Regions from separate parts of the Mus musculus genome. Here regions 1, 2, 3, 4, 5 and 7 are each linked to region 6. A link is a contact called in public ChIA-PET and HiChIP or PLAC-seq data. All regions are on one chromosome and are shown on one strand. The core of a region is the stretch at or near the end of the contact, and the rest is flanking DNA. Distances in the headings are between cores, read along the strand shown. Region 1 overlaps Cblb (Casitas B-lineage lymphoma b). Region 2 overlaps Cblb (Casitas B-lineage lymphoma b). Region 3 overlaps Cblb (Casitas B-lineage lymphoma b). Region 4 overlaps Cblb (Casitas B-lineage lymphoma b). Region 5 overlaps Cblb (Casitas B-lineage lymphoma b). Region 6 has its middle 310 kb from the start of Gm29686. Region 7 has its middle 260 kb from the start of Gm32431.

What was found. HiChIP or PLAC-seq counts read pairs in DNA pulled down with a chosen protein or histone mark. ChIA-PET counts read pairs in DNA pulled down with a chosen protein or histone mark.
Region 1: a Foxp3 HiChIP or PLAC-seq map of regulatory T cells shows a contact between it and region 6, with 6 times the contacts expected there. The contact joins two enhancer-like sites. A contact is called at or near these places in 1 of 15 datasets of contacts at CTCF or cohesin (CD8 T cells), 2 of 484 Hi-C or Micro-C datasets (both in CD4 T cells) and 5 of 115 datasets of contacts at active chromatin or transcription factors (CD8 T cells, effector CD8 T cells, regulatory T cells and 1 more).
Region 2: a contact with region 6 is called in an RNA polymerase II ChIA-PET map of effector CD8 T cells, with 7 read pairs. The contact joins two enhancer-like sites. A contact is called at or near these places in 1 of 15 datasets of contacts at CTCF or cohesin (the NIH/3T3 cell line), 3 of 484 Hi-C or Micro-C datasets (CD4 T cells and CD8 T cells) and 4 of 115 datasets of contacts at active chromatin or transcription factors (effector CD8 T cells, memory CD8 T cells, regulatory T cells and 1 more).
Region 3: a contact with region 6 is called in a BATF HiChIP or PLAC-seq map of CD8 T cells, with 8 read pairs. The contact joins two enhancer-like sites. A contact is called at or near these places in 1 of 15 datasets of contacts at CTCF or cohesin (CD8 T cells) and 3 of 115 datasets of contacts at active chromatin or transcription factors (CD8 T cells, effector CD8 T cells and thymic regulatory T cells).
Region 4: an H3K27ac HiChIP or PLAC-seq map of regulatory T cells shows a contact between it and region 6, with 8 times the contacts expected there. The contact joins two enhancer-like sites. A contact is called at or near these places in 1 of 15 datasets of contacts at CTCF or cohesin (pro-B cells), 10 of 484 Hi-C or Micro-C datasets (the C10 cell line, CD4 T cells, CD8 T cells and 4 more) and 6 of 115 datasets of contacts at active chromatin or transcription factors (Th2 cells, effector CD8 T cells, memory CD8 T cells and 3 more).
Region 5: a Foxp3 HiChIP or PLAC-seq map of regulatory T cells shows a contact between it and region 6, with 13 times the contacts expected there. The contact joins two enhancer-like sites. A contact is called at or near these places in 1 of 15 datasets of contacts at CTCF or cohesin (the NIH/3T3 cell line), 5 of 484 Hi-C or Micro-C datasets (CD4 T cells, CD8 T cells and bone marrow-derived macrophages) and 5 of 115 datasets of contacts at active chromatin or transcription factors (CD8 T cells, effector CD8 T cells, regulatory T cells and 1 more).
Region 7: a contact with region 6 is called in a CTCF HiChIP or PLAC-seq map of CD8 T cells, with 9 read pairs. The contact joins two enhancer-like sites. A contact is called at or near these places in 2 of 15 datasets of contacts at CTCF or cohesin (CD8 T cells and pro-B cells), 5 of 484 Hi-C or Micro-C datasets (CD8 T cells, Th1 cells, Th2 cells and 1 more) and 1 of 115 datasets of contacts at active chromatin or transcription factors (memory CD8 T cells).

What each region holds. Positions count from the first base shown.
Region 1 is chr16:52,059,939-52,062,708 of GRCm38.p6, forward strand. The region is part of intron 3 of Cblb (Casitas B-lineage lymphoma b); the gene reads left to right. Among named protein-coding and RNA genes, the nearest start is that of Cblb, 30 kb to the left of the region's middle. Within about 2 kb of position 1,478, at least 228 of the 459 cell types and tissues checked have an H3K27ac peak or open chromatin away from gene starts, as enhancers often do. A contact at or near this core is called in CD8 T cells, effector CD8 T cells, regulatory T cells and 1 more, where this site is marked.
Region 2 is chr16:52,146,169-52,148,868 of GRCm38.p6, forward strand. All of the region lies in intron 9 of Cblb (Casitas B-lineage lymphoma b), which reads left to right. Among named protein-coding and RNA genes, the nearest start is that of Gm23513, 42 kb to the left of the region's middle. Within about 2 kb of position 1,358, at least 46 of the 459 cell types and tissues checked have an H3K27ac peak or open chromatin away from gene starts, as enhancers often do. A contact at or near this core is called in CD8 T cells, effector CD8 T cells, memory CD8 T cells and 2 more, where this site is marked.
Region 3 is chr16:52,085,683-52,088,382 of GRCm38.p6, forward strand. All of the region lies in intron 3 of Cblb (Casitas B-lineage lymphoma b), which reads left to right. Among named protein-coding and RNA genes, the nearest start is that of Gm23513, 18 kb to the right of the region's middle. Within about 2 kb of position 1,254, at least 16 of the 459 cell types and tissues checked have an H3K27ac peak or open chromatin away from gene starts, as enhancers often do. A contact at or near this core is called in CD8 T cells, effector CD8 T cells and thymic regulatory T cells, where this site is marked.
Region 4 is chr16:52,180,891-52,183,702 of GRCm38.p6, forward strand. Cblb (Casitas B-lineage lymphoma b) reads left to right here. Exons shown (of 18, transcript NM_001033238.1): 14 at 2,322-2,468. Among named protein-coding and RNA genes, the nearest start is that of Gm23513, 77 kb to the left of the region's middle. Within about 2 kb of position 1,316, at least 65 of the 459 cell types and tissues checked have an H3K27ac peak or open chromatin away from gene starts, as enhancers often do. A contact at or near this core is called in CD8 T cells, CD8 central memory T cells, Th1 cells and 6 more, where this site is marked.
Region 5 is chr16:52,128,239-52,130,938 of GRCm38.p6, forward strand. All of the region lies in intron 4 of Cblb (Casitas B-lineage lymphoma b), which reads left to right. Among named protein-coding and RNA genes, the nearest start is that of Gm23513, 24 kb to the left of the region's middle. Within about 2 kb of position 1,298, at least 46 of the 459 cell types and tissues checked have an H3K27ac peak or open chromatin away from gene starts, as enhancers often do. A contact at or near this core is called in CD8 T cells, effector CD8 T cells, regulatory T cells and 1 more, where this site is marked.
Region 6 is chr16:51,673,974-51,676,673 of GRCm38.p6, forward strand. No RefSeq gene overlaps it. Among named protein-coding and RNA genes, the nearest start is that of Gm29686, 310 kb to the right of the region's middle. Within about 2 kb of position 1,303, at least 36 of the 459 cell types and tissues checked have an H3K27ac peak or open chromatin away from gene starts, as enhancers often do. A contact at or near this core is called in CD8 T cells, CD8 central memory T cells, Th1 cells and 7 more, where this site is marked.
Region 7 is chr16:51,314,403-51,317,196 of GRCm38.p6, forward strand. No RefSeq gene overlaps it. Among named protein-coding and RNA genes, the nearest start is that of Gm32431, 260 kb to the left of the region's middle. Within about 2 kb of position 1,364, at least 8 of the 459 cell types and tissues checked have an H3K27ac peak or open chromatin away from gene starts, as enhancers often do. A contact at or near this core is called in CD8 T cells, Th2 cells and pro-B cells, where this site is marked.

The DNA of each region.
Region 1 (2,770 bases), core at 228-2,727, 390 kb after region 6:
GTTCCAAGGAAGGAATAGCCTTCAATTAATTTAAAGGCAAAAGTCACTTCTGTGTATTTCCACATAGTATTCAAAACAGTGTTCAGACTTGGCAGATACATATAATAGTTGCTATTTCTCCCAATTTCCATATTATTATTTGAAAATCTTGATTTAATCTAGATAAAGAGCTTCTATTGCTTGGAAAGAGGTAAAAGGTAAAATTTCACATTGGAAACTAGCAAAAAGTCTAAAGTCGGTCATTTAGAACTTGTGGATAAACAATGCCACCTTCCTGAGATTTGGCAGCCGGGGCCAGTTCCGGGGCCAGTTATTTTAAAAGAAAGGCACGTGGGTAAATAGATTAATATCACTGCTGTTTATTGCAGAGTAGTCACAATTCAGGGCGCTGTCTTAACTGTGTGTCTATCTTTAGTGAAGTAACGTTTGTGGAAAAGTTAGAGGTGGTTACACACAGCGCCTCTGCCTGCTCCTGCATGCCCCGTGCGCATGCGCAGTGAGCATTCACAGCTCTCCCACTCAGTGGCTGGCTCTCTGAACCCCTGCGAGCTGTTTTCACTTCCTTTAAATTCTTATATTAACATTTCCTTAAAGACTTTTTGTTTCTGTTCTGTGCTGCGCTCATGACCCTAAATATACCAGCTTACAACAACTGGGGAATCCTCCAAATGTGCGCTTTCGACATGAATAACGTGGTTTTGTTTGGTCTGCATTATTGACAAAGGTCCTTGATCATAACTCGTGGTTCGCCTTGACAGAACATGGTTGGTCTTCCCTGCTCCAGATCCCCCTTAGAGTAGCAGGCATCGTGTTCTGGAAACTATCCTGCATTGCTGTTGATAGAATTTCTTGATGTGTAGGATATGATGTGAGAATTCCGTTAGATGTTCGGGAAAGTTCTCTTGTACCTTCTTAGTGTCTCTTTCCCCTTTATTCCTTTTAAAAGGCATTCTTGGAGGCTTGGCTCTGGCATTCTTGCTAACTATGCCTACCCCCTCCTTTTCTTCTGTATAAGCAAAGTGGCTTTGAGGAACATCTGAGACGTTTTCAATGTGTAAACAGCCTTTTAAAGAAATAGCTGCTGTGTTCTCCCATCACAAGCTGACTTGTAACACTTGAAAGACAAACAGAGGCCTGTGTGTTCTCTGTTATTGTTGCACCCCCTCACATAGCTGTCTGCGTTTGTCAGCAGTTTGTTTTGACTCATAATGCCAGGGAGGGGGTGGCTTGGTGTGTTTTTGTCAGTTATGCAGTGTAGGATGTCAGTTATCTCAAAGTTACCATTATGTTTGGCTGCTGTCCCTCTATGTAAAGAAAGCCTCAGCATTGGTTCCTGTTTCTCAGGCCAGTGTTGGGTTTTGAAACTTGCCCTTAAAATAAATGCCAAACTGTTTTTCTCATCTTGTAACCCTGGAGGTCAGAGGCTGGCTCTCTTGTTTCATTATTGTCTCGGTGACGTGTTTGTGGTATTTCCCCAGACTGGTTTGAGAACCTACCTGAACTGCCCTTTTCAAGTTCCCGTTGCTCTTCTAGAGTTGGGGATCTTGTGTATTCCAACAAGGTTGGAAACACTCCCAAATCAACATTTCATTTTGAAAGCGGTACTTTCAGACCCAGATGACTCTCCTACATTAATTCGTATGGGGACATCAACGGTTGTTGTACTTGACAGAGGCAGGGACCCTGGGCTTGACAGGGACGCCATTCTTCAAGAGAAAGTGTCCCAGGTAGCCTCTCCTAACATTCTTCCCATTTCCTTAGAACACTGACGCTCCCCCAGTTTTAGGCAAACTGTCATCTTTCCCAGCCAAGACCACCAACCTTAGGAAGTAGCAGGAGCTTTGGAGGTGAAACACAAAGGCAAATGCTATTGATCTTAGGCCACCAAGATTCTCATTGGATTTGAGTCAGTACAGATGTCTGCTGGCTCCGATGACTGCCCGCCATGTAAAGTGTCTGGCTGCCACCTCTGCTGTGTGTATGGCTTCATCCTAACAGCAAGTGCATACGCGTTTACTGCAGCCTGTCTCTTATGGGGGATTAAAATAGCCAGAAGGCCTGAATACCTAGCATTTTTATCTAGTATTTCAGCGATGGCGAGTTCATGGGGTGAGGGGTGAGACTGTGTTTGCTGTCCCGCCTCTCAAGCCATGACCTTTAACGAGGGGTTATTTTAGAAAGTTCCCAATTCACTGCGGGTCACTGGAGCTTGGGCAGAAGTGGGGATGCACGGCATTTTCATAGATCACCCAGCGGCTTCTCTACCTGAGCTGGAACTCATGGATTGTAAAGATTTCAAGCATTTGCCCTGAGTCTCTGTGTGCCTCCGAGTATTATCCATTTGCCAAAGGCTAAGCTGTGTTCACCACACCCCTCTCTTGTCATTCCTTAGTGTGGTGTGGATCCAGTTCACGCTCGCTGCTCCAGTCCTGACAGCTAACTGTGAGGCCTCTTCTGAATAGTCAGTGCCTAGGATTTAAGCTTTATTTTGTGTTTGTGGGAGCATCCTAGCTGATAGTTTAGACGTTGAACTCCGTCTTACACCTTTGATGTCCTACTTTGTTGAGGGGTGTTCAAGTCAGAAGGTTTCACAGATAAGATCTTGGAACCCAGCTGGGGGTCAGGAAAGACTGCTTGTGAGGAAATACTTTGGATCTAATGTTAACACTCCTGTCGGGGCATGGATTGGACTCAGGTAGAGAAGTGTACCACAGGAGACATTTAAGGACGTAGAGAAGCACTCCTAAGTTGGAGTCACGTGAGAACATGT
Region 2 (2,700 bases), core at 108-2,607, 470 kb after region 6:
AGTTTCCTTTATTAAGAGCAAGTGTTACAAATTTAATTCAATTAAAACATAGTGAAAAAACGTTCAGTAACAAGCCCCTGTTGGGAGTGTCAGTTTGAGGCTCACTGGATTTAACTGATGGTGTGTGCCTGAGCAGAGCACATCTATAGAACATTTCTTTCCTTCTGTAATATATTGTCAAACCTTGAATCTAAACTTACAGATTTACTGGAAGATTTCTGAGTTTCGGAGCTCTGGGCTGAAAGAAAGGCAGGTTGTAACAGATGTCTCTGTGTTTTTACTTTGCCCGTGTTCCAAAATGATACAGTACAGGGTCTTTTTTTTTTTTTTTCCTTTTTTCTTTAAAGCTGTTAGTTTTACTTCACGGGATTTTCCACTGTTACAGCCTTATAAAAAGTTAAGCTTTTAAGGTCAATCATGCACAGCACAAATCTATCGTTGAACAACACCCTTTGATAGGAACAAACCTGGGCACGTCAACATTTGCTTCCCGAGAAGTCAAGCCTGTTGCTTTGACTTTTATTTTAAGGAGGATCTCTTGAGCAGCTCGTGTCTCTATAGCAATCTCTGAGCAGAAAGGAAGTTCAGACGTAGTTTCTACTTTAAACTCACTGCTAGAAGTTTTATAGATGGGATTACTACCAGTAATTACCTGAAACGAGTATCTGCTTCTCCTGCAGCTTTAATTAGGGACATGAAACCGTTTCCTCTACCTTTACAGTTCTTTGGTTAGGTGTGCTGATATGAAAATGCTTTTAGGGAAATGCATGCCTCCCAAGGAGTTAGGATGTATCTGTCAGCATCCAACAGGGAACACTGAACCTGGACTACAAATTATAATGTGTTCAAGAAAGTGCATTTTTAGCAAGTTGTTCTTCACTAAAATTGTCTTTCATTTGATGCCCTGTTTTAGTTTAACTCCAATTCATTGGGGACTTAAATTTGATGTAATTAACAGCAAACCTAACAAAGGCACAGTAGTGGTTGCTGTTACAGTCTGTCAGTGGGTGCTCCTTAATTGCTGTCATAATGGCCTATTAGTCATGCCTCCAAAGAGGTGTCAGATTTTTTTTTTCATTTTCTGAAACATCTGTGTTATTTAATAAATTGAATAACCACGGAAGAGTTTGCCCAGAATACCAAGTAAGTTAAATAATATGCTTTGTGGAGCATTTGAAGCTGAGTTTCTCTGGGTGCGGCTTCTCTGTTTCACTCTTGATCAGTAAAGCTCGCGGGCACCCCTCTCACTTTCACCTGTCACTAAGAGGCAGAGAAAACATCTCCATGCAGAGTCCCGAGAGCATCTTCTTCCTGTGTACACAGTCTGTAAAGCACTGCAGTAACCCAGCAGCGGCACTGCACACAGGGTAAGGTAAGGAGCTGCGTCTCTCTTGACAAAACAGAGGCAAACAAGCAGTTCTGCTAAACCACGTCTGCGCTTCCAGATGACGCAGGCAGCAAACTTTGAATGTCTCACATAAAAAAGGCCATCACTGTCAATGCCACGCAGCTATACTTTGAATTCTGCCAACAACCCTAGTTTTATGAAATGGAAACTTAACTTCTGTGGCTTTTCCCCTAGACTTTTCTTCAGACACGTTTGCAGGAAAGACTTTTCTGTGTCCAAAGTGTTGTAAGAAAACAGTGAGTGCATTCAAATATGAGTGTGGCGTTAATGCCGTACGATCAAATAGAGCACTGTGGAGAGGCAAAAATCTAGCTCACTGCGTATGTCTCAGTGAGAAACAGATATGATTCTGGCTTATTTTAAAAGCAACATTCGCATGTCTAACCTTCTAGAAACTTTTTAACGAAAACTAAAACAATATTTGCTTTTAAGACCGTTTCAAACGTACATTTCTCTCTTTGCCTTCTACTGTCTCTTTTCTGGGTTAGTGTGATAGAACAGACTGGAGCGTCTCTTTCTCAGAGGGGGACTGAAGGAGTTGGGAGTCTTGGTGAGCTAGTGCAATGGAGCAGGCGTGAGGAGTACCCAGGCCTGAGAGGAGGGCGGGTTGACGGTGAGGTGTAAATCAGAGAAGCCTTTGAAGAGGCTGGCCTCTCCCTACACCTTGCTGAGGCACCGACCCTCTTATTTGTGCCCAGTCTAGCAGGCCTCAGATTCCTGGCCAGTCTCCTGTCTCCACCTCCCATTTTGTCCACAGGAGTGGTGGGATTGCAGACAGGTGCCACTTATCTGCATCCAACTGTCTGTTCCAGTCTGCGGGCTTGAAGGAAAGGGCCTGTACCTGTGGAACCACCTCACCCACTGCAGCAAAAATAAACTCCCGGAGAACAAGTCTAAGTTAGCCTAAGTCTGCTAACTAACTCAGTAGACGGATTCTCACAGCACCACAGTGTATTTGAGAACTGAAATGGACAATTTGGGAACAGTATTAGTTGACACCAACACTCTACTGTGGGCTGTTCTTTTTGAAGACTTATTTTTATTTGATGTGTATGAATGTTGTGCCTGTGTGTTGTCTGTGTGTCACAGCTGTATCTGTGGAAACCAGAGAATGGCATTGGGTCCCATAGAACTAGAGTTACAGGTAATGTGAACCACCATGTGGGTGCTAAGAACTGAACCCTGGTTTTCTGCAAGAGCAATAAATGTTCTTAACCTCAGAGCCATCACTGCTGCCTAAGCCATCTAAGCGAGTTGCTGTTAGTCACAGCGCTTCACTAATAATTCAGAAA
Region 3 (2,700 bases), core at 4-2,503, 410 kb after region 6:
GTCCCACACTGCAAGATGGGTCTGCTTCCAGGTGGGTTTCTGGCTAAGCACCAAGGGTCTGAAGGAGGTAGTCCACTCCAGGAAAATCAACGCTGGCTGTCCCTCTGGTGTGCTTGGCACTTTTTAGAGGAGATACACTTGATAGGAGAGAGCAGCACGGGGATGGGGGAGAAATGGAGCCACACAGAGTACCATAGGAAGAAGAATCAGTAAGGGCTTGAGAAAGATCCCCAGGCCTCATAAATCCACAGCCTCTTTGCTTAAGCAGCAAGCCTAAAGAACTAAATAGAGGTTCCATAATTATTCTGAAGATTGTGTATTTTAAATCTCGTGGGTAATTATCACAGCTAAAAATTACACATTACAATAATCACAACTAGCAAATTACCTGGAATTGCTTGCTCAGTGGATATCTTTCAGCACCCGAAATTTGTACATAAAATGACTATTCATGAGAGCTATTTATAATGGAGTGCTTGTTAGCACTGGCTGGTGTAAAGACTTTACTGATTTCTCTAATTGAATTTCCATCAACACCGCAGGTTTCAGTGTTACCTGTCTAAGTCAAGGAGTTATCTTATCCTTAAATAAAGCTGTGAAAGTGTACTGGTGAAATGAAGTAGTATATCAAAATATATATGTGTATCTGTCTGTATAGGGGCTGGATTGGATTTCTTGTTAAGTGTTCTTTCAAATTTGACTTTACCCATTAATGAATGATGTATGTCCAGGGTGCCGGTGCTCAGTGTCTTGGCTGCTTCCATGTGGCTGCATCCTGACATACCATTAATGCTGTACCTAAAGGGCCAGTTGCACATCTTCCGATTCCCTCCCACACACAGAGACATGTGAATGATTTTTGTGAGTAGACACCTTTAGATTTGAACTTGGCCTGTGCTCTGAGTCCCCTGGACTCCCTGGGAGACTCCATTGAATTCAGCATTTAGGTCTGGTCTTTCCTTTGGCCCTTGGCGCTCTGACTTAGGTGTCAGTCGGCAGCCCAGGGGGAGAGGCCACTGTTCAACCTCTCTTCAGGCAGATACTTAAAAAGTCTCCTAGAGATGTATGGGATTTCTCTACTAGAAAGATACGGCATGAGTAATTTTGCTAAGGTCAAAGATGAATTTTTGAAATTAAAAAGCCAAGGGTGGGCTGTTCCAGCTGGGTATGACAGGATGTGGGAAGATACCCTTGTGCCCGAAGCAGCATCACTGTTCAAAGTGCCGAGAGCCTGGGTGTGAACCTTGCAGCCATGCATGCGGGTTGGGGCAGGGTGGGGCCGGGGCACTGGAGGTAGGGCCGGGGCACTGGAGGTAGGGACAAGCAGAGGAAGCTCCCATCATGTATGACGCCCACTTAAGTGGGGATTCAAGTGTCTCTTGAGTATTTCAAACTTACATCACCTTAGAGGCATGTTATGAGACTCTCAAATTATTAAGGTAGTTCAGCTATTTTTTGATGACTTTGCATTGTTGACTTCTTGCCAAAAATCATATTTTCACACACATGCTCAGAGCACTCTCCTTTTCTCCCTCCAGCATCCCTTGGATCTTTGAGAACCTTTTCTATGCTCAGGCTCCAGGCGATTGTGACTAGAGGTGGAGTCCTGGCCTTGGCACCATTTCTGAGGCATGTGGTTGATCAAGCACTATATATATAAAATCTGTGCCCACTTCTGAGAGCTTTTAACCAGCGTAACTCTGCTGCTGTGTGAAACAGGTTAGCGTAGAATGTGCTCTTGAGAAAAGTGATGATGGCAGGTTAGCTGAGGAGTCCTAAAGGTGGGCAGTGGGAAGGGCAAGCATGCTGTGGGACTCCTTGCTGGTCCCTGTACCATACAGAAAGCAGCACATTTCAAAGGCATGTGGTGATGTTGCAGAACAATTCAGAGTTCTTCAGAAAATGAAAATGGTAGACTTTCAAACCTGTCTTCATGTTAATGCTTACTTAAAAGGCCCAGTGACTAATTTGACTAACTCCTTGTTAAAAGATTTCTCATTTTAACTTTGGATACAATTATACTTTAATAGCTGCTCACATTTAAAATAGTTTTTAATGCATTGAAATATTAAATATGTGATATGCTTTTCTCATTAAAATTTCTGTCTTTTTATCACTTCTGTAAGTGTGGTATTTAACACAGCGATTAACTGTGGCTTTAATGCCCCGTACCTATGTTTTGGCAGCAATTAAAGTTATAGACCATTTATCTGTTCATAATAATTGCTGCTTCCTTTTAAGCCATTTTACCAAGTGCCGTAAAGGTTATTTTTATTAATAAGCCAATATTTCTGCCTCAAAGAAAGGGCTAATCCTTTCTGAAGTTTGTCATTTAACTAGCCTAAGTCATGAATGCTTTGAAAAGTGGTTCTCTGTGTATATGGACAAAAGTTTGTCAGTTAATTATTTAAGAAATGTGTTCAACAGGTCATGTCCAGGATTTTGACTTTTTAAAATCAAATTAATTTCTATGAATAAATATTTCACCTACTTGTGTGTATGTTCATCACCTGTGTGCCTGGTACTGATGTAGGTCAAAGGAGGGTGTCAGGTTCCCTTGAAATGAATTGACAGGTAATTGGGACCAGCCATGTGGGGCTGGAAACCAAACCCGTGCCCTCTGAAGAACAGTAAAGTACTCTTCACCACTGACCGAGCCAACATTCCCACTCGTGATTGTATTTTTAATTTGCTGATGTA
Region 4 (2,812 bases), core at 66-2,565, 510 kb after region 6:
ATGCTCTCTGACTAACAAAAGAGTGAGTGGTATTTAGCCAGGCAAGATCTTCTGTCAATGAAGGGTAGCATCCAGAGCTAACCACAACAGGTGTGGTTTGTTTGTTTTTTTTTTTAATTGTTTATTTCTTGCACTGACAAGATGGTTTCTTGCTACAAGGTCTGATCACCTGAGTTGAATCCCTGGGAACGGCAAGATAGGAGAGAGTAAGAACTGATTGCCACAAGTTGTCCTTGACCTCCATCCATACCTTGGCATGAGCACACACATCCCAATACATACTATATGTTATGCAAATTAAAAACAAGTATTCTTCCTTCAGAGTGAAGTGCTTCTTGGAAATCATTAAATTATTGAAGTAACCTGTAAGACAGATTTGAACTTCCACCTCTTGATGTAGTTATTGAATATTAAGTCAAAGGTCCCTTTTGTCTCTGAAGTATTTACTTAAGTGGTATGTATAGAGATGGTGTTCACTGAGACTGGAAGCAGAGCAGGATGAGGATGGGAACATGCAGGGCCCACTTCCTCTGCCTATAGAGACGTCCTGGTCTTTGCAGAGGTTGGTGAGATTGATGTCTGTCTCCAAGAATTTAGTGTTTGCAAGAAAATACAGTTATTTCTATCCTAACCATATTAAAACACCATCAAGTCATCATTTTGAAACATCTTTACTTTTGTCACCTTTAGTTGCAAGGTGTGTCTTCTAGGATTCAACTAGAGTGACTATAACACTATTGTTTGTTTATGAATTTCATAGCCTGTGTTCTGGGCTGTGTAGAGACCCCTCTGCTACTACAACAAAGCTTCAGGTTACCATTAACTGACATTTGGATCCTGAAGTATCTCTTAACAAACAGAGCTTTAAAAATCAATACTGAAAACTTCTTCAAAGACAAACTAAAAGTATAAGCTTTTGAAAACTCCCAAGGGAAGGTTTTCCGTGATCTCTGAATACAGTTGAAACTTTAAATATGAGCACACACATACATGCACACACACACACACACACACACACACACACACACACACACACACACACATACAAAACACCTCTGACATTTTTTTCTATTATAACGGGTGTTCAGCCACACTGACCCAAAAGTGAAATCATTATAGAAAGTTCTCCAAAATCCAAAGCTTTTTTGAGGATTACATGAGGGATACGACTGGTAAAGTCTGCAACTGTTCCAAAATTTGAGGGGAAAAAATAATCTGAAAAAATGTTTTAGTCCCAAGAAGTTCAGACAGGGACACTCAGCTCTCGGAGAGAAGAATACAAAATGAAAATGAAACTTTGTGGTGAGAAGAAATGAAAATGGAAAAAGAAAAAAGACAAAAAGCCACATAGGCATCGACTGCCTCACGTACCAGAGGGCTCCTGCTCCCTCTGCCGAATGTGCTGGAACATTACACTGTTTTGTGTTTTTTTTTTTTTTTTGGGGGGGGGGGAACATTTTCCGTGAAGTTTATAATAATTAAAGTGGCTTGGATCCGAGTTTTTCTAGTGTCTTGCAAACTAGCTGTCTTTCTACCTGTTGGCCAAGTTGCATTTTAACATTTTTTTTTTTGGACTGTTGTCTTGGGCAGTAGCAAAGGTTAAATTAAAACCCACACAGGAAGTAGAGTACTTTTCAATTTTATTTTATATATTTTCCCAAATGATCAAGTAAAATGCTCAAATCCACCACGGTATCCCGCTAAGTGTTTTATTCGTTGCAGTTAGGTATTACACTTAGGTATCATGAGTTACAAAAACAATCCATCTCAAAGATTTATTTCTGTCATGATCGGCTTCTAATTGTGGACACGTTTCGTTCTTAATTGTTGCAGTGGGAGGAACTCTAGCACTACAGTTATAAGTTGACAAGATAGTTAAATTTCTCTCATGTATGGCTTTTTTAAAACTATGGGTATTAGCCATAGACCAGTTTGAACCTTTAAAGAACCTCTTGTTTCCAGTTGATTTCAGTGTATCCTTATCACTTTTGCTGATTTCCAGTACATGGGAGGGAGCAATTAACATTTTAATAGCTTGGACTTGAATAATTGTACACATCTTATGTTAAAGCTTTATTTATAAAACCCTTTCATTTTCGTAATTTTCATTTTTTTCTTAGTTCACCCTTAAAAACCACAGGTATGAATATCTTATCTTAACATTTCAAGGCCTTCCATTTCTATTGGATGTAAGAACAGTTTACAGTTGAAAACTTCCAGTGACAAAGCAGTTTCTTCATTGTTCTATGTCACATCAGACCTTCCTGCTCTGGTATTTATGATGCTTAAACCAGATTGGATTTTCTTTTCCCTCTTGGTAGGTGTACTGGTCCATTAGCAAATTGTCTCTCAGAGAAAACTAGAGACACGGTAGAAGATGATGACGATGAATACAAGATTCCTTCATCCCATCCTGTGTCCCTGAATTCACAACCATCTCATTGCCATAATGTCAAAGCTCCTGTTCGGTAAGAAGATGAGCATCTCTGTATCATCCTGCATCGGCATAAGCATCGTCATGCTGTCAAACGTGGGGGTTGTTTCTATGCGGTTCAATAGTATGTGATTGGTTAAAAATCCTGTTCCTTGCCTAGCCTGTAGTTCCTATATATTTCCTTCATTGCTTCCACATAAAAGATTTTGTTGCCTTCTTCCCCACCCCCACAAAAGGCCAAATTACAATCTAATAAAAAGGAGCTATACGTTACATATAATGATGATTAATTCATGCATTTCCCCTAAGATATTTTAATGAATTTCAAAAGGTCCAAGCATATATATCATGAAGAAATATTAGTGCTTAGAAACTAAT
Region 5 (2,700 bases), core at 48-2,547, 450 kb after region 6:
ACTGGTCTGTCTAACCTGCCTTGTATATTGAACATTGTGTTTGGTCAAGTAAGATGACCCTGCAGACAAGCTTAATCCCCATGAACAACATTATGGAAGGAGAAAATCAACTATGACAATTTGTCCTCAGATGCCTCCCCACTCTCCAGATGCACACACTTGTGTGCATATGCACAGAAATTAAATATATGTTATAAAAATGAAATACTTTCTGAGTGTACTTTGATGGTTTTCTGCCTGCAGCTAATGTGATTTATAGTGACAGGAGGCAAATGAAAGAAAGTAAATTTTCTGGGATTGTGAGATACCAAAGCTCAAGTTGGCCACTTTGTGCTTCTCTCTGTCTCTGCTTCTCTTCTCCCTCTTTGCCTTTGATCACTGCCAAGACAAACAAGTTCACAGATACCTGTGAAACATTTCGCCATCAACATATTCTCCTCTGGCATCATCTTATGACAATTGATAATCAACTTTGTAAAGTAGACCCAAGGTGCAAGAGTTCGAAAACTCTGTATTTTTTTCTTTCTTTTAAAGAGATCTTTGCATTTTTCTTCTGTTCTTTCCTCATGAAGCTAGTCTGCCCCCAGGCCTACCACCCCCTACACTGGGAATCTGCTGAGTCCACAAAAGTGGAGGGACGATACAGTAATGATCCGGTGTAATAAACCAGCCAAATAATGCTCTGGTTTCTCAGCCTTCTTTTCCAGCTTTAATTAAGGCTCTAATGAATATGTACTTGGGGCTTAGGGTTTATCACAAATGAACTATGATCAAATCTCATTACACAGCTAGTGTGGAAATGTGTCTTTTTATGTTGGAAATTATTGCTCTGCAGTTGTATGGCAGAGGAAAATTTTAGAAGTAGCTGAAATATATATTTTCGTCTGGAAAGTCAGAGATATTCAAAGTAGGTTATAATCTGCATGAATGTTAAATATTGGATATGATGATTTTAGGGTAACATCAAGATGCTTATTACAACCATTTTGTTTTGACTTTATACTTTACACACACAAAAGAGTGAACTTTTCCACTTGGCCAGTTTCTTTACAGTTTATGCTTTTTAAATAAAATAATATTGTGCTTTTCTAGAAAAAAGTTGTGTCTATGTCATTCTGAAATTAGTAGTTCTTTGATCACCATTTTCCCTTCTGCAAGTTAGGACTTTAGTTTTCTGTGTCTGCTAAGTATTGGAAACTTTAATTTGGGAAAGGAATATTTTCCTCTTAGGCAACGCTTTCATGGTCATGCAATGCAGCTGACCTAACTACATATCTACACGTGTCTATTAATCAATAACTGCCTAAGATTGCTAAATACTTTCCTTGTGCTTTTATGACATTACCTTTTGTAAACCTTAATCAGAGTGTGACGTGTGTTTCTCCTAAATGGCCTCTGATGTGGTGCCTCTCTTCAGTTCTCTGTGGTTTCCTGTTTTTTTCATACATAGATTAAAGACTTTTGAGGTATTAAGTATCTTAACTTTCTTCTTTAATGGTGCTTCACACCTAAGCTTTCGTGCAGGCCTGTCTTGCTATTTTGTTTTCAGGCTACTTCCTACACCACTCTGTAATCACTTGGGTTTGTGTTGGGCAGTCCATCAGCACAGTTTTCTATTTTCCCCATTTGGATCATCGAGGGATATCTCTGTATGTCCCTCAAAGCCAGAGGTGGTGTTAGGCCTTTCCATAGTTAAGTGCCTCTAGTGTCATTGCCAGGTGATAGGTATGGCCCATCAGTGGCTCTGAGAGACCAGCAGAATCAACACTCATTTAAAAACTCATTTAAATTGCTCATTCTCTGGCCCCTCCCCAGGCCCACAGATTAATTTAGGTTCCAAATTCTCTGTGACAATAAGCCCTTTAAATGACATAGTCTGTGCTAACAATTTACTACTGTAGATAATGATAGTAATTCAGAATATTCAAGTTATAACTGTATGTGATCTTTAGTGAGAAAATGGGGATTGAGAGAGGCCAAGGAAATTTTCGCTCATTTCTGCTCAGTTTCTCCAGAGACAATGGTAAAGAAAAACTCAAGATTGAAACATGTACTATCTTTCTCACACATGCATATAGCTCTTGTGTCCTGTTTTGAAGACTGAAATATAAATGTTTAAAGTATGAATAGTTTCTTCCTTCCATCTATTCATGAGTAGGAACTTGGCATGATGAAAGGAGGAAAGGTTGCTAAGAAACAAATGATGGGTGTTACAGATTTTCATATTGGGAAGGAGGGTGGTCAAGGGCTGGGAATGGCTGAGTTCTAAAAGGGAGAGACAGATGTTCCCCCAAATCTGTTCACTAGTCCTCAAAAATTCTGAAGCATGTCAGTGCATGGCTTATTGAAACTGTTGCAGTATGATATATAATAAGATATATTGATTGGTAGGAAGAGAATAAACCAAATCCTATAAGATGGTTACACTTATGAAAGACACTTTCTAGTTGCATTCATAAGAAACATAAAAGAACATGTGTTTTCACCCCTACAAAAAGCATCTGGGAGGTGGGAGGCGGTTGATAATTGATGATTAGTCTATCTTCAGCATGCAAATAAAGAGTTCAGGGTGGCTAACACTTGGACCCTAGTGCCCTCTGTTTGATATGCATTTAGATATCCATGACCTGGATATCCATGAACTAGGATTCCTAGCAAACACAGAATAATCAAGTGACCATATTCCGTGGAGCCTGAATC
Region 6 (2,700 bases), core at 53-2,552:
TGAAGGAGTTGAAGAGGCCTTATCTGGCAACAATGGGAGGGGAGGCCCTGGTTCTGTGAAGGCTCGACGCCCTAATGTAGAGAAATGCTAGGGCAGTGAGGCAGGAGTGGGTAGGTGAGTTGGGGAGCACCCTCAGAGAAGCAGGGTAAAGGGGGATGGAATAGGAGGGTTGCAGATGGAAACCCGGAGAGGGGATAACATTTGAAATGTAAATAAATAAAATATCCAATTAAAAAAAAAAAAAACGCTGAAGCTTTCTTCATGTTGCTATCTTCAGAATGACTATAGATGTTTGTTCTTTACATAGCATGTCTGTAAAGTAGGGACTGTTTCTTTCAGATGCCACAAACTTTTCTTTTCACTGATCTAATAATACTGGGCAGAAATCCATGAGATTACTTTTATACTGAGTTCATAGGACTGACATTGAGGTTTTATATTAGCCTAGGTAGCTGTCATTTCTGGCTCACTGACAAGCAGGTTTCCTTAGTATTAATGTGAGTTGCACTGAATTAGAGTTATCAGTCTGATATATACTAATCTAGAAATATTTATTAAACATCTATTCAATATTTCGTAATAGCTCAGTCCTCAGCAAGCTTGAAAACCTCACATAAGACAAAGGTAAATCCATTGAGAACAGTTCGTTGAGAGTTTTGGGGGCTGGTATCCCTCAGATGTGATGGAATTCATCTTCATCTGCATGTCCAGGTCATAGCACTGACCATGAACTTCATGCAGACAGGAGCTGATTGATTCAGTGTCCTGTCCAGTGACAGGACATCACAGGACCTACATCGCAAGTGTCAGTTCTTCTTTTGTTTTGTTTTTTTAAAAAATAATCTTGATGGAAGCACTTTTTGAAAATCAAATCAGTCGGGTTGTATGTATTTTAAAAATGGTAAACCTCTCTATGAAAAATTGTGTATTTATGCAAATGTGCTATGAGAATCCTCGTAGTGGAGCAACTCTGAGTCTAGAAACAAGGATCATAGATGATATTTGGTTTCCTCTGAACGTCTGATCTCTAAGACTACATTTACAACTCCCTCTGTGACTTAAGGATGACATCCACCAGTGCCAATTTCAATATTCCCCATCTTTGTAGCAAAGCATTTGATTGTGGCATACAATATGGTAGGTTAATGATTCCTAGACCTTCCTGCATAGAAAAGAGTAATGCTTTAAGAAAAAAATAGAAACAAAGCAGAAAACTGATGTGATCGATAACACAACTACCCCCAATCACCCAGTTTCCTTCCAGTTAACCAAAGTGGAAACTATGAAATACAACCTCAGAAGCAATAGCAACAGCACTTCCTGCCTCTTAGCCTTTCCCAGCCTCAGTCTGTACGTCAGCAAAGTTCTAAGTCTTTCAAAGCTTTCATCTTTTCCTTGCTTTCTAACCTGAGTTTGATCATTTTCTCTGTTATGAAAGATTACATGCTACAGTCATTTCCTTTGGCCATCAATGGGAGGAGAAGCCCTTGGTCTTGCGAAGATTATATGCCCCAGTACAGGGGAATGCCAGGGCCAGGATGCGGGAGTGGGTACGTTGGGGACTTTGGTCAGGGGGAGGGTATAGGAGACGTTCAGAGAGGAAACTAGGAAAGGGGGATAACATTTTAAATGTAAATGAAGAAAATATCGAATAAAAAATAAGAAAGAAAGACAGAAAGAAAAGAAAGAAGGAAGGAAGGAAGGAAGGGAGGGAGGGAGGGAGGGAGGGAGGGAGGGAGGGAGGGAGGGAGGGAGGGAAGAGGAGAAAGAAAGAAAGAAAGAAAGAAAGAAAGAAAGAAAGAAAGAAAGAAAGAAAGAAAGAAAGAGAGAGAGAGAGAGAAAGAAGGAAAGAAAGGGGATGCTGTAAGCAAAGAAAAATTTCCAACATTCTCAATAGATTTAAGAGTTTGAATAAGGAAAAAAGCCAAGAGATCTATTTTATTTGCATTTCTCCTTTATTCTCACTTTCTTTCTATCTTGAGGTATCTCTCTCTCTCTCTTTTTTTTTAACCTAAGTTGATTTCTAACAGGTAAACTTCAGCAGACCTTGACTTCAAGTACGAGAGACTCCTTTCAAAGATACTGTAAGTTTCCTTCACAAATACATGTTTGTAATTGGATCTGTGTCCTTTAGTAATAGTGGATCCAGATGGCTGCTTGTAGAGGAAGCAAGAATTTCCGGCTCTGAGATGGTGCAGTAACAGCCCTCCCCCGACACTCTTAAGTGGGAGGACTGTATGCTTTGAACTTTCTGATTGATTAGGTATTAGAATACTGGTTTAAACAGGCTTCTTTGTCGGGGTATCTACAGCTGGAGCTCTTACTGGGTGCACAGACCCCCATGAGGAAGGTACCAACTGTGATTTTCTTTGGGTACCACAGTTAGCAACCAGTGATTGTTAACTGGCAATCTCTAGTGCATTCATAGCAGACTAGAAGTCATTGACATAAAGTTGAAGGCCCAAGTTTCAACCTATGAACTAATGGATGCTAGGTAAAGTTACCAAACACACAAGGAAATTCAAGATGCAAAGAAAGCTCCACAGTAAACTTTGTACTTGAACTTGCCTCCTAAAAACAACAACAAAATCAAAATATCTCTCTCTCACAACGCCTGTGATATTGGCAAATTATTTATAAAACCCATTATATAAATCATAAGATTGATGTTTAGAATTTGAGACCCCAAGCAGCTGTCCA
Region 7 (2,794 bases), core at 114-2,613, 360 kb before region 6:
ATCGATTCATAATTCTCACAGATGAACTACAGTACCAGCCTAGGAAACAGTGGCCCAAGAAAGAAAAAAACACTCTAAGGAAAATTGTGATGATGAAGAGTGAAACATTTGGGAAAGAATATTCAAGTTTTCTGAAACAGAAACAGCTGGTGACATGGTTATAATATGTTATGTGAAAGTGCATAAAGGGCTCACTTACCAAAGGTAGCTAGAAGTCAAAACATACTAGATACTTCCACTGCCACCTCTAGCTATAAATTGCCTATGAGTATGGTGACCTCTGCTTTTAGGTCACCTGGAGTTGATATTTTCCATTCCTTGGGAAACACTTCCCTAAACACCTCTATTTTAGTTTGGGAGAGAGTTCCAGAAAATCACTCTGTACATCAATTCAGTCTCCCTCTTTGTCACCTGCCCTCTATAAACAACTTCCTGTTTCATATCATATCATCGCTGACTGTTATCATTGTTTGTCAAAAAAACAAAACAAAACAAAAACCAGATTTTCCTGTTTTCTCATGAGTTTAACAATCCTTCACTATGACATTTGATTCATGTCACTGTGGTCCTTGTAACTTACACTCTGAGGTCTATTTGCCATTGCTGATCCAAGTGGTGATGACTCTCAGGGAATCTGTACGATCCCTGATGGCAGACCTGAGTACAAAGGTAAATGCTGAGGATGCTCGTGCAGAGTAGAAATACCCTTCCCTTAGGTCTCTGGGACATCAGGAAAGATGTTTTACCTTTAAAGATGTACTGTTAACAGCCTCCATTCAGCTTGGACAGGACCAGCTTCCACTGTCAGAGTGTTCTCAAGCTGATGGTTTTGCCTATTTATTTATGCTTCCGGACAAAAAGAATAGATCCATAGATGTTTAGCGATTGAATTAATCATTCCATTAATGAAAACAGTTCACATTCACGTTTATTTCAAGACAATTACACACACACACACACACACACACACACACACACACACACACACAGGCCCAGATACAGAGAATGCACTTGCATCTATATTACACTTGCTTATATATAGGGAGGAGAAAGAGGAGGAGGAAGAAGAGAAGGAGGAGGAGGTTTTAAAAAATCATACTTCTTATTCTCATGTCCCTCGATAGTTTCATTAAATTGTACTATTTACAACTATAGCATGCCTAAAATATCACTTGAAAGATGTAGTATTTTGTTTTCCTCCAAACTGACGAGGAAACCAGAAGCTCTCTGGTTCCCCAGATATATTGGAGAAAATCACATTTCTTTATAACAAATGATTCTAGCAACAGAATCAGCAAACTCCAACGGTACTTAGATGTTGCTTTTTCCATACACTAGGGGGCACTCGTGATTTATTCAACGCTACTCTTAGACTTTTATTAAAAATTCAGTGTTGCCAGCAACTTTTTACCTTTGAATGGGCAGGATGGAGTAACAACCAAATGTTCAAAAGATTGCGTTTAAGCAGAGAATGGTTAAAATATAGTCTCTGTAGCACCCAGAAGGAGAGAAGTGTCTATTGTCTACCTTTTTAGGTTAATACTATTCCCATCCTGAAGTTGTACTGAGTTCAAAGTTATTACTGTGTTACAGCAGATTCGGGCTGAAATTTGTTAAAGAAGAGATAGGTGATTAAACACCACATTTGTATGTACAGTTTTTCCTGTTGACTCTTATTTTATTTTTCTTTCTTTCTTTCTTTCTTTTTTTTGGGGGGGGGGCGGGAGCTTCTGTAGAAGGACAGGGTTTTTAATGATCAAAAACACGTGTATGTAGGCTACTAGAAGAAACTAATCGGGCTCTATTCATTTAGATTTAACGAGGTGGGATAAAAAGAAGTTATAACACAAGGGCAGAACAAATACCCAAGACCTTCATCAGCAAAGTTCAAAATATTAGAGAAGAAGCCCTAATTATGTGTATAATGTGTGCTCTGAAGCTTTGACAGAGGAGGGCGAAATTAACAGCAAAGGCAGAACCCACAGAAGGAAATGGAAAGAAGCTCCAATGTTTGCTGTGAAGGCTTGAAACCAAAGAAGCTACCAATTAAAAGCACTGACAGTAATTCCATGAGGTGTGACTAAGATAGCTGAAGCAACACTAACCAGAGGTCATAGTACAATCTACTTTGCGTGTATGTTTTTTTCATCATCGGTTGTTTTTAAAAATGTGTTTCACACTTCCCTAAAGCTTAGCATTAGTTTAAAGGAAGGAAGACTACTTAAAATTTTTTTCTTTTACTCATTTAATCTTCAATCAGGTTTTCCTGCCACCCAAATGAAGCTGTTGATTCTATCTTCATGGAGCCAAGAGTGATGACTGTCTCCTGTACTTCAGGGAACACTGCCTAATAGTGGACAAGGTCAGTTGTACTTTTTGCTTTTGTGACCCCTTAAAGAAAATGAGTCACAGTAGCCTTGCAAACCTGCCTGATCTGTACCACATGCTCTCAGCTGTCACTAGTAAAGCAAAGGCGAGCTGCAGATTAGACAGACACACAGCCATATTTAGCAGACACACAGCCGTGCTAGGCTGAGTGCTTGTGGGAGATAATAACTACTCACGGCAGCGCTGCCTCCAGGTTTGTCTCCTCCTGAATCCCATGCCACCTTCTTGCTCTCTTCTAAATTAGTTTCTCCTAAGCCCAATAAGCCTCCTTTGACCTGAAGTCATTCCTTTTGCTATCTGGTTTCTACTCCTACCCAGATGACTAGATTACTTGCTGACTTCAGGCCTTTTCCTGTCAGCTTCAGGAGATAGTGGCTGTTCAATGACAGGAATGTTTATAACTGTT